2 separate regions of the Gossypium arboreum genome follow, and region 1 is linked to region 2. The links are chromatin contacts, called in public Hi-C maps. All regions are on one chromosome and are shown on one strand. The core of a region is the stretch at or near the end of the contact, and the rest is flanking DNA. Distances in the headings are between cores, read along the strand shown.

Region 1 (7,064 bases), core at 3,048-5,547, 95 kb after region 2:
TTCGAAGCTAAGAGATATCTCTTCAGGCATCTCAACCGATAAATTCCTAGATCCCATCCAAAAGGTCATCACAATTGGATTGATTTTCCAAACTTAAAAATTGGCAACTTCGGTGAATTGAATTTAATATCCATGCATGTATCAATTATTTAGTTATGGAGTCAATTCACTAAAAGTACCATGAATGAACTCCTCATTGTATACCATTATGAAGGCAACTTAGATTTACGATTCATCTAATGACCTTATCATAAGTGTGTTACTCTCATGAGATATCCTTAATCTCTTTAGGTAAAACCCATTCACCCAATACAATCTTATTTTATCTAATGGTCACCCTTGAATCTTCCACGACAAAAAATATTATTACTAATAAATAATAATAATAATAATAATAATTCTTCCCTAACAAATTACTTGTAGCCACGTTTCTTTTTCGTAATTCATGCAATGTTAGTAAGAAGGTATCATTTACTCTTTAATTAAGCTATGAATATCACTATTTTAAGTGAAATCATTTCATGCCATACATAAGCTATATACCCAACATATCAAGTCTCAACTCTAATACCAACTAAGCAATGGCTTTTAATGTATGAAATCATATGAGTTACATACACTTAGTCAGTCACTTACTCAAAATTGAGTCAAGTCACAATATAAACATCACAAGTGAACAAATACATAAACGAATTTAGGATAAATTCAACTTGGGTCATGTCCAATGTATTGTAAATCTAGACAATCACACCTATGTCTCTATCTTTCTAGGAGTCGTCCACTTCAATACTCAAGATAAGGTATCTCTCCAATTTGATTTGATAGAAAACATAATATTCCCTTGAATTAATTGCTCATTTTTCATTCCTTAAACTACGGACCATTTAGATTAGCTACTAATATAAGATGTCTTCCTGTATCATAATTCATCCCTATGATGCAACTTAGTATTAGTTAACCCTTAGGTGACCAATGAGTCAATATTTGTTTTGTTCATTTTGCTTTTCTTGCAAAAACTAATGAGAAAAATAATACAAAAGATAATAATTTTAGCTATGGAATTTTATGAATCGGCCTATTCGAAAAAATGCGAGCATGAGGACAAAATAATTGCGTTAACAGCACAAAATCCCAACAAATATCCAACAACAAATAAGTCCCTATGCCTTCAATCAAAGCCTTCATGTTGTTCCTCATATATAGGAAACGCTCATTTTAGTTTGTAGTTTGGATCATAAGGAATCTTTGTATCATGTTGGAGGCATGAGTAGTAGAACCAGAATTAAACCCCCAAGTATTATTAGGAACTTCAATTAAGTTTGATTTGAAATATACAAAAGTATAAAAGGTTACCTTTGTTTTCAAACCAAACTTTGTGTATTTGGCAATCTTTTTGATAGTGTCCTAATTTCAATCAGAAGTAACACTTATCTACCATTCATTCCTTATTCTCTCCATTGAAGACACTAGCTGGTGTGTTTTTCCTCTTCTTAAACTTGTTGGTTTTTACTTTAGGCCCTTTGCCAACTCATTACCCCACAAAGTTGATGGAATAACTTCCTTGACTTATTAATCTTGCTTCATACTAAATGAGCTCACTAGTCAATGTATTAACATCTCACTTATCTTTAATAATGTTATAGTTAAATTGAAATGACAATAATTTGGAGGTGTTAAGTTCAATATAAATTGTAATAAAAAGGAGTCATCAATCGTAATCCCTAAAATCTTTAACTTTGCTGCAATACTAGTCATCTTGACGATATGTTCTAGCATTCCCCTCAACCCATTGAACTTCATGATCATGATTTGTGCCATAAAAGTACCAAAGAGTGGCTTATTTGCATAATGGAAACGTTAATGTAAGATTTCCTTTCACACTTTCAATTTGTGGAATTGTAGTCTTAATGTTGTTGGCAATAGAATTTCACAAAATAAACATAACTCTCAATCTGTTTGACCATTCCCAATTTATTTTTTGTACAACTTCTCTTACTCATTGATTAAGTCAATAATAGCAATAGGTTTTTCTTCTAATAATGTTTAATCAAGACCCAAAACACTTAAATAGTACTTGTTTACTACATTTAAAGAATAACTCGTTAAATAAAGCAATAGATGAGGCTTGTGAATGATTGAAATAGTTGCAAAATAATAAAAGTAAAAAAAACATAAATGCTCAAAATAATGAAATTACTTTTGAGTTCAAATAAACAAATAATGAAGTAAATCCTAGTTCTCCTTTGGGCAAATACTACAATATACTATCTTAAATAAAAGCTACTAATTTTAAGGAACAAATAAATAATTTCATCATATATACATGTTACTTTTGCACATTCAAATATATATCTAAAAATTATATTAATTTATCACCATAATTTTCACAATCCATTGAATAAATAATTCACCTTTGAGCAAATTTTAGAGTTCTAATGAATAGTGAAAGTTAATTATCTATTTTTCCATTATAAACATTTCACTAATTATATGGATATTAACAACTTATACATGCATAATTTAATTGATATCTATGAAAACTTTCTAATTTGAACACTTTGGTGACTAATAAATTACATATCACATACATAACTTGTATAGGAACTTTTAATCCCCATTTATATAAAATGCTAAAACACACATTATAATATATCCTCAATTTTCATTATAATACTTAAAAATAATACATGAGAAATAAATAATTTTATATTAATTATAAATTTAGAACATAATAAATAATTAAACTTAATAAAAATTAAAAATAAATAAATATATTACATTATCATAAATCGTAATGCTAAAACATAATAAATAATAAATAATATCTCCATCAACCTCACTTTGACTTTTTAAACAATAAGCACGAATTAAAACATTTTAAAGCATAAAGTCTTGACACTCTTATCTTCCAAATTGCCAAGAGCCAACCACATTCTAATATTAAATCGCAACAACATACAAGAGATGCTGACAATAAAATCAATGACATAAAATAAACCTTAGTCATTAACTTAAAATAAACCTTACTCAAAACAAAATCTCTTTTTAAGTGATTGAAATCGCGATAATATAAAGTAATTAAAAATAAAATTAATCTATTGATTAAGTCTTAGCTTGATTGGTATGGATATCGTTACCAATATAAGAGGACGTGGATTCAAGTGCATTGAAGCGCATTATCCTCTTATTTATAAATTGGGAAGGGGTATAGTTAATTTTAAACATTGTACCAAAAGAACAGATATTATTAGAACATATAATTTTTACGAACATAGAAAATTTCATGATGCGAAATTAAAATCGACCATTGAATTTGACAAAGAAAATCACGATAAATTATTTTCTCTATCTTGACATTTTCCATTAAGGTTATACAAACCCTAAGTGATGAAGATTATAAACTTAACATTTATGTTATGTTTGGTAAGAATATTACTTTGTACACATTTAATAATTGAGGGAGGGGAATAGGGTTGTTTGGAATTGAACCCAAACTTTCATGTCTACAACATAATATTCTTACCATTAGATTAAGAAGTTGTTGGCAAGAGGTCTTATTTTTTTACCAATGATATTACTCATTTTTTAATGTTTAATTTAAATTTATAGAAATTATTTTTATTTTATATATAACTATTATAATACATATGTAATAAATAGGTTTATTTTCTCATATTATTATTCTCATAACCAAATGAGGTATTAATGTGATACGTTTATCAAATAATGGAATGAATAAATAGAACTTAATTTCTATTAAAGTAAACAACTTAATCCATTTAAATTTGACTTAAATGAGTGTATAAATTTATTGAAATTTTACAACTAGTGAATTAACCATGGCATGAAATTTTGCCAAATCCAAAGGCTTGTCGGATATAATGGTGGAGGGAAATGCATATGTGATTATCTCTAAATTGAAGAATAACAGATTAGATCTCATGGTGCTAGGACACTTCCTTCAACTTAAAGACACTTTTAGCAAGTCTTGGTTGTAATTAACTTTTAGAGTTTGATTTTAATTATCCCGTAAAAATTCATAATTACATAATGAATGATGCTATTCAAGTTCATAATTAATAAAATATGTTGTGTTTACTTTCTTTCTTTTTTTTTTTTTGAAATTAGTATAATATTGTTTTAAATTTGGCTTATGTGTTCTTATATTTCTTTCAACGTTTAAATTTCCTATCTAGCAAAGCACAAGGTGACAAATGCATGAAAACTGCGTGTGCTGGTATGTCAGTGTATCACTAATGCTGTCTAATTGTTCCAACGCTGATATAAATAATCACACATGCCCGACACGATTGAACTCCAATTGTCCTTTTGGTTTAACCCACAACTTTGTCTTTCCTCTTATCCCCTCTACTTTTGCTTTTCTCCTCTTCTTTTTTTTTCCCCTTTTTTTTTAATTTTATTTTTAAATTACTAATAGGTTAAAATCTACTTTTGGACCCTCTACTCTTCAACCATTTAGAATTTAGTCCTTTCATTTTTTAGATTTAAAAATACAAGTCTAATTGTTAATGTTGTTTATTTCAGCATCATTTTTCTTGTTGCATTTTTATCAAAATGAGTATATATTTATTTCAAATGGTTAAATTATTGAATTTAATAAAAGAATTTAATGATGTTAATTATTAGACCAAAGCTTTGAAATCTAAAAATAAAAAAAATCAATTTCTTAAAAATAAAAGTTAAGAGATTAAATTTTAAATTTACAAAAATACAAAAGCTTATAACATATTTTAACTTTATGCACCAAAAATGACATTAATTTTAATTTAGACTTCTCAAAAAAATTATTGTTATAATCCATAACAATTAATAACTCATGAATATACGGGATTAATAAACATTAAAGATATTTAAAACATTAATAATATATCAGCAATATGGATGGAGTACAACTATTATTATAAAAGTTTTGCTTGAGTTTATTATTATTGGTATATTGTATCTTTAATGAAAGAATATTTGTTTAAACTTTAAAAATAATATTATTAAAAGAAGTAATTATTAATAAAATCGATTTAGTTTTAAAATAATGTAAAAATTGTTTTACAAAATAAATAATATATACGGATAAGGTTATATTTGTAATTAACTTTTTTTGAAAAGTAAATTTATATTCCTTATTTGTAACTCCGCACGTTTCTCTTATAAGAAGTTTTAACGCTTTTTTAACTTCTTTGTCGTACTTGTATTATTTAATATATAAATAATTTATTAATTAGTTTCACTTATAGAATGAATGAACATGGACTAGTACTAACAGCTCTCATAGATATCTAAGCTCAGTCTAACCTAATTATTCACCTATTCTTTTCATATCTTTTTACAATTTATATTTAGTATTTATGATTCTCTCTTTTAATAATTTCATTTTAAAATTTTAATTTATATTTTTTAAATGAAATATTTCTTATCACTACATTCAACATTTATTAGTATGTTTAATTTTTTTTAAAAGAGATTAATTTAATATAAAAAGACAATTTTTGAAAAAAATTTTAAAAAACTATTTGGGTGATTGTGTATAGAATGAAAGGATTCATCCCTTGTAAATTTATTATTCACAATACATAGTAATTTTCTATCATATTAATATTTACTGCTAATATATATAAAAATAATTATTGAGCAGGGTTGGATAATGCAATGCCATTGCCCAATGGTGGGGTAAATTTTTAGACAGAACTTTTTTTTCTGTCTAGTCTTTATCTTTTATTGTATTTTATGTATGTAGAGAACTTTTTTAAAATGTCGGAAAACTTACGCATTAGGGCAAGTAGCTAAGCCTATAAATGTATGTAACCACCATGTAAAGTTCTTTTATAAAACTGATGAAAACCCGACCCAATATTGAGTACTGCAACCCATAAGGACTTGTAACGTTACGTACAAAACTAGGATCAAAGAAATCACATTAATGTTTTATTTTAGCTTATTTCTTTCGTGTAGTTAAATTGTTTTGCTTTTCCATGGGGAGTAATTGGCGATTTGCCTCTTTTGAGTAAAGAGGAAAATGCAATAATAGTTGGACCCAGGACGATTGGTTGGTCTTATTCTGAACTGGAGCTTTTTAGTTGGATGAATAGTCTGTTGTATAATTCTATTCCATTTCTACCTAAAAAAAGATGAATTTTTTGGGCCAACCCCTCTGAGATATCTATAATGGTACGAATCAGTGCTAGAAAGCCTAGTATTTTTGTTTTCTAATGAATCGTCAGGAGGGTGGGCCAATTTTAGATGTTCTTGAAATTTGATACCAGCTAATGTTTTTATTCTTTTGATAAATTAAAATTAGCATGGTTGATACATAATAGCGATCCTTACTTGTTAGTAGTAATTAATGCCCTCCTCGTAGTATTTTTTCAAAGAGGTAAACAATTAGTTAATTTAATTTTTTCACCGCTTTCGTTATCGGTGTGCGAACACCAAGGCAGAGAGAATCAACACTAATATAACAATAAAATCAGAATAACTAGGTGTAGTGTCTGCAAGTGTGACATGTCAATTGTAATATTTATAATGTTCAATGGAACACTTGAGTATTCCAAAGATCAAACCCAAAGAAGTCAGCAATTTAATGATTCATTCTCGACAAGCATGCAATGAAGGATTTGAACCCAAAGGAGTCAACAATTTAATGACTCCTTTTCGACAAGCATGGAATAAGGAGTTTAACTAGCTACTCACTAATTTCTATATTATAACGAAGCATAATTTGGATGTGAATTACTTTAATTAACCACTTAATATGCAAAAGGACTAAATTGTAAAACTAGATAAATTACGAAATTAACAAATTAACAAATTAATAACAAAAAACGATTGGTTGACTTCCATGTTGTTAATTAAATTTTGGATTAGGGATCTAAATTGCTTAAACTCCTAAGTGGCTCTATTTTACCTCTCAATCCCAATTTTACCAAATTAGACAAACTAGTTCGGTTTATCTCTCGATCTCACCTGACTAACCCAAGACTAATGAATTGGTCCCAATAAGATTACCTCTCGGCCTCACTTATCTTAATTTATCGTTAGGGGTGTCAATT
Region 2 (6,577 bases), core at 1,380-3,879:
TCAACTCTAATTACAGCAATACATTCACATAGCCAAGTGCATCATTTCATTAATACACATTCTTACTTCACACTTCATCATTATATAATTTCACAAAGTATCAATCAATTCAATAACTGAAATTCATTAGTCGGTTGAGCGAATGTTGCTCAAATATGTCGACTTTCAATGCACATATAACGTACCTTATCCTTTGGGCTTTTCGAGTGTACTAATAAATTCATTACAGCAACCAACACTCACCTCCAGCCCAAGATTCTTTGAATATAACCGGATATAATCACGTGCACAAATGCCTTGGTCTTAGCCGGATAGAATAACTTCATACGAATGCCTTGGTCTTAGCCGGATATAGCCACTAGCACAATTGCCTTGGTCTTAACCGGATATAATTTCAGCATAATTGTCTTGGGCTTAGCCGGATATCATTCAATTTCTCATGTACACATACATCAATAATCATTGGACATACATATTTCATTTTTGTTACTAAGGCTCAAACGCAAATATAATCACAAGCATATTCGCCTTCGGGACTTAGCCCGGGTAGAATTCGAATGCTTATACATACATAATCAATAATCAATACACATCCATACTTTATTTCACATAATTCAAGTAGGGTCACTTCTTGAGGACTTACCTCGGATGTTGTCGAACGGCTTTTTCGGCTATTCGATCACTTTCTTCTTCCCCTTGTCCAATTGTGGCCCTCTAAGCTCTTGAGCTTACTCTTGTTGCAAGTTTAGCCAAATTTCCTTCTAGATCTCTTCTAAACAAAGAAAATGAAGCAAAAATCCTTCCTTCTTCCTTAGTATTTTCGGCCAAAGAAGAGAAAAATAGGTGAACAAAATTTTTTTCTTTGCTTCTCTTTCACTCACGGCAAAGGGGGAAGGATGAGCAAATTTTGATTTTTGTTTCTCTTCCTACATGCTTAATTTTTTATCATTTATCACATCATGCATTAACAAAACATGTCATAACATGTCTTCCTTGCCCATATTCCCTTGTCATGGCCGGCCACTATACCATCCTTGGGGAAATTTGACATGCAAATCCTTATTTTTGCATGCATGCTCAACTAGTCATCACACATTTCCCCATCATACTTTCAAAGTTTACTACTAGGTCCTTTCTAGTGAAATTCACATTTATAATTTCTAAATTGAAACATCAAAATGTCATACACAATTTAACACATATCATAGGCATCAAATTAAATTTTTAATTATTTTTATGCCTCGGTTTTGTGGTCCCGAAACCACATTCCGACTAGGGTCAATTTTGGGCTGTCACAAAATCATCGAAAAAAAATGATCTATTTGTTGTCATTTATACGAACAAAATATTATGATCATGATCATTAAGAATTCAACGAGACCCTTCCTCGCGAATCAAACAAAGAAAAAGGAGGTGGTCCCCGTTGAGTTCTTACACTTTCATGCCTATAACTTTGTTCGTCCCATTTTATATCATATTATAGGGACGAACCCAATCTAAAATATGAACCATAAAAGAAAATACATATTAAACTGAGAGTTAATTGGACATTAATTCATTTAGAAAAAGATTTAAAAAAATCATTTTTTTTAAAGTAAGGTTAAAGTAGGCCATAAATCCTATTATTCTTTAAAAGTCTAGAATTTAATCCATGTACTTCTATTTTTAGGAATATAATTATCTATTTTTCATTTAAAAATTCAGGTTAAGTTGTTAAAATTTTTAAATTTGTTGATGTGAAATTTCAAATAAAAAAAATCCATTTGATAGTCATGTAAGTAAAAAAGTGATGTTCTAATGAATATGAATTTAACAAAATAATATTAAGCTGTGTGAATTATTGAACTGAATTTTAAAATTTAAAAAGTAAAAGAATTAGATTCCTAAAAATAAAAATAAAGAGATTAAATTTAAAATTTATGAAAAATACAAAGAATTATTGATGTGTTTTAACCAAAAAGTAATTAATAATTCTATAATAATATTTTCTATCTTTTTTATTTATATAATAAATCTAAAAAACTTTCATAATAAAATTTATACCTAGGTTGGTAGGGTTGGACCCCTTAAAATGAAATTCTTTTCATTTAGGTCCGTTTATAATTTATAAAATTTTAAATTAACAATAATAAAATTATACTTTGACACCAAAATAACAAAAATTGATGTAATGCTATAAAAATTATAAAAATATAAACTATTAAAATAATAAAATTACACTTCTACTATCATAAAATATATAATTTAATTCTAATTCTAATCCTAATTTTTTTTCTTTTTAACTTCAACCCTGCCTAAAACTTCAAACTTCTCAAATTCTGAACTTTATCAGTTAATCGAAACTTTATTATATAAATATAGTTTTAAACAAATTTTTTATATTACTATCTAATTACTATAAAAGAAAAGTCCGTAAAAAAACAAAAACCAAATGGGGGAGCGTGAAAGGCACTGACGGAGGAATGAGAGTGGGAGATTTGGGAATGAATGAAGATTAATGGTAAATAAAATCAAAATTTTAATAGAAATTAAGGGCAAATGAATAAATAAAAAAGAATTGATGTTCACATGGAGGCATGTGCAAAAGACCCCACCGTTGGAACGTTGGTGTTGGCGATAAGAGTACAGCCCGTTTTTCCCGGGACGGAGCCCGCTTTGTCTATATGCGCTGTTTTCCGGACACATTTATTTGTAACCATTTGCTAACCAAACAAAAATCCACGGTTCATATGTTAATTTTTATGTTTTTTTATAATTATAAAATACTATAGTAAAAATCAAAGGTACAGACATCAAGGCTTTTTCTTACATTTGCACCCACATATATTTGCACAATTATAATATATAAGAATTCAACATTTAATATTCTTAGTATCAGTAACTGCTATTTGTTGTTACATCTTTTTTACATACTAAACAACCTCTTCAACTTTTTATTTTATTTTATTTTATTTTATTACACCCTTAAAGTTTAGCTGGTATTCAAATAGGCCCTTATATTTTTACTTTAAAACTAATTATTGATGTGATATTTTAATAATGTTAAATATTAAATACTTTAAAATGCAGTACAAGTATGCTTTTATGCAATAGCTGTTTAGTTGGATTTAGGTTAAAGTTGAAGGATTTATTTAGATATAAAAAAAGTATAAGGGCTTTTCTAAAAAAGGTAAAATAGTTTAATGGTTTATTTGCATATTATCTTAAAAAACCAGATCCATGCAAAAACTAAGAAGGTTAAATAACATGGAATCATTATTTTTGGACAGAGTGTGGGTTTGATTTCAAAAGAATTTATTTGATTTGATAAATAAAAATATTTTAATTATTTAAATTTAAATTGAACAGAATGAAAGTGTCAAGAAAAAGTCGCGGACTAAACTTGGAGCTAGAAACATTAAGTAAGACACCTCATTGTGGAGTTGGTAGATTCATGATTCAATTAGCTGGCAATTAGAGATCTCCAATTACATTTTAGGCCTCCAATGCATGCATCTTTTTCACTAAAACATATGATTATTTATTATTTTATTTTGATTTGATTTGATATTTGACTAATATAATAATCACTTTTGTTTTAATTTTGATTTGATTTGATATTTAACCAATATAATCACTTTGCTTTATGAGAAATCTGAAAATTGGGTGTTGGTTGGTTGTGGAAAATTTAGTGGTTTGTGCGAAACAATATTCTTAACTTTCGGTGGATGGATGGTCACTATAAAAAAGATGTGAAAAAGGTAGTTACTAGATGAAGAGAAACAATAAAAGAAAATTCATGTAATAGTAGTTTTTTTTATTAATTAGTAAACTTATTTGTTAAGAGGTTTTTTTTTTTTAAATGGTAAACGATTGTTTATATAATATGACCGAGCTTTTATTGTCAATGCCTTTCCTCAATCATTCTTTTTACAATCAAGATTGAAATTATAATTTTTGAGCTTAGAGAGGAGAAGAAAAAAAAAATAACACTTAGCATAAGGGTAGATTTTCGGAGGAAGAGGAAGCAGATACATCTTAACACCAAGGACAAATGTCATGGTTGGCCTTAAATCTTGAACAAGACCTGTATTCATCTTGTCATGGTTGGCCACTCGAGAGGAAAATTGGCCTTCTTGATAGACGGTGATGTGATTAACATAGATTTAGCAAGGATTTACATGTGATCCATGTCACACTCCAAAAATCGAGTTAGAAGAATCGGGTTTGTAAAATCAAGAGTTGTCACACCTCGATTTATAATGTTATCATTGTGCGATGGTTAATTAAGAAAATTATTGGCCTAAGTGGTTAAGAAGTAGTGTAAGTACCTTTGGATACCTTTACTCCTATTCTAAAATATTTTAGAGGTTTAATAAAAAACTGACTTTAATATGAAAATAAGCATGTGTATGAATGTAAGGGGATTACCATGGATTAAGTTGTAGAAATAATGAGTCAATGAGATAAATATATGATGAATAAATATGAGATTTATTGTGAAATGAATACGTGTAAACTCTATGTTTGAAAGGTGTTGAAATAAGTCATAAACAAAGTTGAGGTAGAAATGAGTGGTTATGAAATGCCTTATTAACTAATAAAGTATTATGTATATTTTGGTTGCCATAAAGTTGCTAATAAGAATGATTTTGGCATATGAAAAGAGTCATAAAATAGGATATTAATGTAGAAATGTGTAAATATGTCACCATGGAAAATTTAGGGGTAAGTTATTTATTAAGTGTTAGAGAGTCCTTCCTAGAGATCCAAGTTTGAACTCATTTCCTTCAATTCTATTATTTTCGATAAAATAGGGTAAAAGTCAGACCCCTGAAATAAATATATACGGTTAAGAAATAAAATTAAGTAAGAAACGAGTTTGAGGCTTAATGCTTAAGAGTTAGAGCATCTATTTTAAGGACTTAGGTTTGCGCATCTCCTTTCCCTTTTAATTTTGTGATTTCGACCGTAACACCCTGAAACATATATATACAGTTTAGTATTTAAAACAAACAAGAAATGAGCAACGGACTCAATAGTTAAAGCATCAGTACTCTTAGAGAGCCTAGGTTTGAGCCCTTCACCCTTTTTATTTTGGAGATTCAGAAAGTCTCTCGAAAAGAAACAATATGTACAATTCAGTGTCAAAATTAAGCAAGAAATAGGCTTCAGGCCTAATGGTTAAAGGGCTAGTATTCACCCAAGTGACTTAGGTTCGAGCCTCCCATCCCCCTTCCTCAAAATTCCAAAAGAATTAGAATTCCACCATTTTTTTCTCTTCTTTTCCTAATTAGATTTTCATATTGTCCCTTTTCAAATCCTAATAGAATTTGCTCTCCATCTTTCTATTTATTCTCTTTTTATTTTCTTTCCCTCTTCTTTACATTATATTTTTCATCTTTCTTATTATTTTTTATTTTTACTTTATCGGATTAAAACATCCTCCATTCGATTGTTTTTTCCATCAGGTTTATCTTTTCCACCAAAAGCATCCTTATTTTTGCCTAGAAATGGTAAATACACCTTGTTCCTATGATTCGAGTTAGTAACTCCTCCGTATGAATCTCTAATTTTAATATTTAATTCGATCAATTGATCTATTTGAAATTTTTGCAGCTCTTTTGCAAATCTTTCCACTCTTGAAATCAACCGCTAATTGTGTACATATGTCGGTTGAAGGACCAAATTTAGGTGCATCAGACCAGAATCGAGCGTAAAGAACGTCAATTGGACTCTCGGTGAAAGGTATGTGTTCTTTACCAAGTGAATCAAGGCAAACCATGACTAGGATTAGGGCCACAAGACATGCCACATGGGAGTGTGGACCGCACGACCCCCCACATAGCCATGTGCCTTGCAAACCCTACGCTAGTTCCTGAACCACTAGGCCAAGAACCCTCCACATGCCCTGGCACATGGTCGTGTCTCCTTGTAGGTTAATTTTTACAATTGCCACATGGCCACAGTCTATTACACTGCTTGGCCACACAATCGTGTAACCCCTCCACACAGTCTATAGCTTCTCACACGGCCTAGCTACACAGTCGTGTGACCTTTACTTTACAGTTTTGCCTAGAACTTTATGATTTGTTCAGTTTAGTCCTTGAATAGTCTCCGAACTGTTTTTAGATTTTTATTTCTCTCATTTGAACCCCTAATAATATGAGTATTAGAATTCATGATCTGAATGATTGAATTATTACTGTATATGCATGACATGTGAATAATATATTCCTTTTGCATCTGTATTACTCATTGTATGTTCAATATGTCTTATGATACCGTTAAATTGAACACATGATAAACATGTATTTTGCTAATATATTGATTTGTTATAAGCATATTAATTGCTACCATATTGATCTATTTTAAGCATATAAACTACTAGCTTATTGATATGTTATAAGCATATTAATTGCTACTGTATTGATCTGTTATAAGTATATTGATTGCTACCTATTGATTTGCTACAAGCATGTTAATTGCTACCGTATTGATTTATTATAAGCATGTCATATTACATTGCATGGGATGGAATGATATACTTTCAATACAACCAAAGTTCCATTAAATAAAAAATCTAATCTTCAAAGGA

The links. A called contact is a pair of places that touch in the nucleus more often than the background predicts.
Region 1: a contact with region 2 is called in a Hi-C map of leaf, with 2.1 times the contacts expected there. The contact joins two enhancer-like sites. A contact is called at or near these places in 2 of 5 Hi-C or Micro-C datasets (both in leaf).

What each region holds. Positions count from the first base shown.
Region 1 is chr6:133,471,559-133,478,622 of ASM2569848v2, forward strand. No RefSeq gene overlaps it. Among protein-coding and RNA genes, the nearest start is that of LOC128293984, 8.1 kb to the left of the region's middle. Within about 2 kb of position 4,298, at least 1 of the 2 cell types and tissues checked has an H3K27ac peak or open chromatin away from gene starts, as enhancers often do. A contact at or near this core is called in leaf, where this site is marked.
Region 2 is chr6:133,378,357-133,384,933 of ASM2569848v2, forward strand. No RefSeq gene overlaps it. Among protein-coding and RNA genes, the nearest start is that of LOC128294735, 15 kb to the left of the region's middle. Within about 2 kb of position 2,630, at least 1 of the 2 cell types and tissues checked has an H3K27ac peak or open chromatin away from gene starts, as enhancers often do. A contact at or near this core is called in leaf, where this site is marked.